2 separate regions of the Arachis hypogaea genome follow, and region 1 is linked to region 2. A link is a contact called in public Hi-C data. All regions are on one chromosome and are shown on one strand. Each heading gives the region's core, a stretch centred on a gene start, on an enhancer-like site or on the middle of the called end of the contact. The rest is flanking DNA. Distances are from core to core; before and after follow the strand shown. Region 1 holds the start of LOC112785449 (inositol-3-phosphate synthase 1). Region 2 holds the start of LOC112784678.

Region 1 (2,700 bases), core at 97-2,596, 270 kb before region 2:
ATAGAAATTTCTCAAAATGACTAATTCTATAACATATTAACCAAAAATCACTACCATTACCAATTGAATTTAATTTTCATGCATGTAAGCATAATCACCGTAGCAAAAATAACTAATTTTCAAAACCGATATTTAAAAAGTCGTCTAAATGCACGAATATAATTGGATGAATGTGTAAGTTTTTTTAGACCGTCAGTGCATGCATCAAAATTGAACTCTTAACCTATATATGTAAGGAAAATTAACCTTCATTACTATAGTGAAAATTAGCAACATTAGCATTTTTTCTTCACGAGAATAAGCTGAATGGTAGCAACATTCACTCTTGCTAGCGCTCCTCACAATGACTAAAATATTTGTAAAAAAACATTTTTATAATTCAAAACACGCTGAATTAAGTAAAACAGAAAGGAACTACCAAAGAAAAATGGACACACTAATTAAATTTTCTGAAAGCACAGGTGACTACAAGAAGGAAAATAAATAAATAAAATAAAAATACCATAGGGAGGAGGCTCTTGAATGGGGCATAAATTTCCTCTCCTTGGTAAGACCCCACTCTGATAGCAGAGGCTTGAGTCAGAGACCCAAAGTAATTCGCTTGTTGGATCTTGTCCTTCGTTGCCCATGAAATTCCCCTGAACATAATACACACAATTTCCACACCATTATTTCTCAATAATCATAAAAAAATAAAACAAAAAACTGCTGGGAATGAAACTAACTCTCGGTTTGCAATAACGCCACCAGTGAGTGTGCTGCCATTGTTTCCACCCCACCCAACAAGCATTACACTGAGCATTAAAAAACAAAATGAAATCAGAAATGAAACAAAAAAGTGAAAATAAAATGTTTTGGAATTTGGATCTTGATTATGTGTACCCCAATTTAGGGACATGGGTGTTGGTTTTGAATTCGTATTTGACGGTTTTGGGTTTAACAATCCATTGATAAGAACCATTCCTGTTCTCATGAACAAGCTCCGTGGTTTCGTAGTTGTACACGGACTGAATCTCATCCTCACTGTACTTCACATTAGGACTCTCAACCTTAAACTTCTCGATAAACATTTTCACAAACAACACAAACAACAACTACTTTTTTTTTCTTTTTCTTTTTTGGGTGTGTGCTTTCCGGGAAAACTAAAAGAGGAGATCAGAGAGAGAAAGGTTTTTTTTTTCTTTCTTTTTCTTTTCTTTAGTTTCTTTTCTTTTTTCTTTTTTTCTTTTTTTTTTTTTTTGGAGGCTGTGCTGTGCTTCCTCTCTTCTCCCCAAGATTCGTGAAAACGGTTTCAAAGTTTTTTTATTTTTTTTTCAGTGTAGGTGCTGCTGCATGTGTTGTGGTGGAAAGAGGGGAGGAAGCTCTATATTATATATAGAGAGGAAGGTGGGGTTTCTGGGCTCTCCACATGGCAAGATTTGAGTGGCTTGCAGGGGACCCCCCTAAATACATTATTGACTAAGTTACTCACTCGTGACTATAGTTTTAAAGGATTCTCTATATAGATTAAAATTGTATAAGATTATAGGGAGAGTATAAATTTTTTTATAGTTTTTTTTTAATTATTTTATTATTGTTCAAAATGTGGATCTTAATTTTTTCAATTTTTTTTATTTTATAAAAAAAATCTGTAAATACCTTTTTATTATATAATTCACCTAGTTTTAATATTGTACTATCAAAATAGTACCCAAAATGGAATCGCTGTATTTATTTTTGAGAACAGGATCAGATAAGACACTGAAGATAAAATATAAAAAAATAGTATAAAATTTAGTATTTTTGTATTCTATTTGGTAATAAAATAGAATAAATTATAGAAATCTAATTTATTCTTATTTTTTCATTCAAAAAATTTGAGAATAAAAATATAATAATAAAACGTATAATTATGAAAAATCAAGAATAATAAAAGAAAAAATAAAAAATATGTTGTATTCCTTGTTAGTATCTCTGTGTCTTTTCTGTTAGAATGGACACAAAATACACTAATTTAGTGTCTCAGGACACAATGTCTCTGTCCGTGTTTCATCTGTCAAATACGATTTTGTGTCTTAGTATCCTGTCCTGTAAACAAACACAACCTAAGTTCTCGAAACAATCCTGCTATGTGTAATGGGTCGTATTTCAGGTTCATTAACCATTCAATTTCATTTTCACCATAAATCTATCATTTTTACTTAATTTTACTTTGAATCAATTACACCCCCTTCTAGCCTAAACTCCCTTTTCACCGCAATCAGCAGTCCGTTACCTACTCCAGCACGCAGTTTTCTTCGCTGCAAAAAATCTCCCAAGCATTGTCGTCGTCGCCCATTGTCACCAACTCCGAGTGCAGCTAAGTCATTTCGTATTAAGAAGAAACATTTCATTCACAATAAGAACAAACATCTCATTTGCATGAAAAATAAACATCTCTTTTGTATGAAAAATAAACACCTGCATACGCAATGGAGGACAAAGCTAGGTTGCTTGCAGCAGCGCAATGGAGGACGAGGTTGGGCTGCTTGCGGCGACGGGCGAGATAGAGGCGCAACAAAGCTAGGCTGCGTGCGGCGGTTTGGGAGGCACTACGAAGCGCAAATGCGTGCGGCGCTTGCAGATGCACGAGGAAGCCAAAACGCGTGCGGTGGTTCGCGAGAGACGACGGGGGGTTGTGGGGAGCAAGGGTGGGGCGCGGTGCAGATGTGGGAGAAAAGG
Region 2 (2,700 bases), core at 34-2,533:
AAGTGTTTTTCAATTTATTTCTTTTAACTCATTAAATACAATTCATTAAAGTAAATTAATTATATCAACTAATTAATTTAATTAAATATTTAAATATCAAATAATTTATTATAATTTATTTGATTATATCAATTATTTTGATTTATTATTTTATAATGTGCATATTAAATAGATAATTTGTTATTTATTCTAATTGAATATAATAAACACAGATTAATTTATTTAAGAAAATCATTGTCTCCTAAAAAGGTGTTTCTCTATTTGTCTTTTTAATTCATTAAATTCAATCAATTATTTCTTAATTTACTTTTTTGAATTTAATAAATTAAATCAAATCAATTATACTAATTATTTGTATCAACGAATTGATTTGATTAATTCTTAAAAATATTTTTATTTGATTTTTTATTTATTTAAATATATTAATTATAACTAATCAATTATTTAATTTTATTAGGATAAATATCAAATTCTATTTCTAATATCAAAATACAAAATTTTATTCCTTCTATTTTTATTTCATTATTATAAAAAACTATATATACTAAAAAATGATCTCATTTTTTGTATTAATTACTCTTTCATTAGGTAGTTTTTACAACAATATTTTTTTTCCTATGAGACGTTGTGGCAAGAAGGCAACTATCGACTTATCGTGGATACAAGTCACCACACCCCCAACTCTCACTGGAGCTATATATAATATGTTAACCATGAAGCATTTATAGACCATGGTTGACAAGTTCTCAAGTTGGAGTTTATGAAAAGTCTTCTCCTGACGATTTTAACATAGACTATAAACACTGAAAACGTGTGGGAATTCAATGGTCAAATGTTCGAAATGTCATGAATATGAGATTAGTCTATAGAGGGTAAGAAAAATCACTTCTGAAATATTAATGCGAATTATATAAGACTGTTGTTGTCACAATCTTTGTTTTATAACTATTTTTTGGTCTCCAAAATTGTTGCAACTATGAAAGATTTGAATATTTGAGTCATGGATGTGGTTTCAGCATGGTATTGAAAATTGGACCGGATTATCCGGTCGAATCGGTCCAACAATAAATCGGCATGAAAACGGTCCAGTCCACTGCTAATAACCATCCATTTTGAACTGTTTAAAATTGCTGAACCGGTCGAAAAATGGCCAGTCGGACCAAACTGGTAACCGACTGGTTGGACCGGACCGGTAACCGACCAGTTCTTGATAAACGGCGCGGTTTTGATTTTTTTTTTTTAAAAAAATCACCAACGTTCAGCACTTCTTCCTCACTCACTCACCCACCCACCCCTCCCCCCCCCCCCCCCAAACACACCCCCCATTCGTGAATCACTATCCCTCTGAAACCTCAAGCAAAGTTCAAAATCACCAAACCTAAACCCTAGGTTCTCCCTGCAACGGTTCTGCCGCAGTGTCGCCGCCGTCCGTTCTGTCGGCTTCTCCGCGGCTTCCTCCTTCCCGCTGTCCCGAGCCCAGGCCCTCTCTTGTAGCTCGGCGTCCTCCTTCTCCCTGTCCCGTCATCCCTGGCTTCTCTGTTCGAGGCTTGGAGCACCTCAACGCCGTGTCGCCGGTCGCCGTCCGTGTCTCCGTCGAAGGTTAGTGGCACTGCTTTCACTTCTTCTAGTTCTAGCCATTCAAATCCATTTTATATATGGGATCTTTGTTTCTAAATATCTGTAATTGGAACACCACATAAAACAAAATCCAAACACCTGATTAAAACAATAAACGATTTAGAAAACTGAAATTTAGAAACTTAGAAAAAAATACTCACAGTTTGCTGCATGAAGTAACCCTTAGTTAGTAGCTGGGTCAGGGGTCGCAGTAAGACCAGGGTTGTTAGCTGGTAACTCCTTCGGCTCCGAAGCCATTGAGAACAGACGAAACCCACTGAATTTCTGCAACAAAAGAAAAGGGAAAATTGGGGTTAGGGCTTAGAGCTTAGGGCATTGAAGGATTGGATGAAAAAGATGAAACTTTTGGAACCTTTGGTTTGTGGATATGTGAGAGTTGGAAAGGGATTGAATTGGGAGGGAGAAAAAATTGGGGTTTGGCGATGAATCGGTACATAAAATTGGTACCAAATTTGTCAGTAACAACTCTTTTGGGGAGTTCTACTATTTGAAGTTGAAATTAAGTTTTTTGTGGCCATCCACTTCTCATGCTGTTAAATTATATAATTGCTCATCATATTCCAGTAAGATTTTGTGGCCACTGGATGTACTAAAACATTTACAGTGATACTACTACCATGCCTTCTCTGTTCGACTTCACTAGCTAGTAGCTACCTTTTCATGTTATTATTACTCAACATTTGTAAATAATTGTAATGCAAACAGGGCTTCATTGAACTGTAAATTATATTTAATTGATTGTTTTGAGGGCTAAAGGGTTAAAGTTCTTACTACTTTGTTGATGTATGTAGTTAGTTATAATAATTTTGATAGCTTTATATTATGTAACTCTGTCAACTAACTTTTAGTTTATGTGAAAACCGCTCTCGCGTTTGGTTTATTCATCATTTCTTGGAATATACGTTCAGAATTTCTTGGTTTTACTTGCTTTGAATCTGATGTGGAATTACTGTATTGAGAGGATTAAAGTTTTGTTTTCTAATACCAACCAAAAGAGTAGTAGCGTCATGGTTTTTCGATCTTAAGGATTTTATGAAAATATTGTGTTTGACCGTAGTAGGA

What was found. Hi-C and Micro-C count contacts between places; a contact is called where the count stands out from the background.
Region 1: a contact with region 2 is called in a Hi-C map of an unstated tissue, with 4 times the contacts expected there. The contact joins the promoter of LOC112785449 here to the promoter of LOC112784678 in region 2. A contact is called at or near these places in 3 of 8 Hi-C or Micro-C datasets (leaf and an unstated tissue).

What each region holds. Positions count from the first base shown.
Region 1 is chr20:21,693,750-21,696,449 of arahy.Tifrunner.gnm2.J5K5, reverse strand. It overlaps LOC112785449 (inositol-3-phosphate synthase 1), which reads right to left and starts at 1,346. Exons shown (of 10, transcript XM_025828914.3): 1 at 883-1,346; 2 at 726-794; 3 at 503-638. The coding sequence starts at 1,070.
Region 2 is chr20:21,422,256-21,424,955 of arahy.Tifrunner.gnm2.J5K5, reverse strand. It overlaps LOC112784678, which reads left to right and starts at 1,283. Exons shown (of 5, transcript XM_025827970.3): 1 at 1,283-1,599.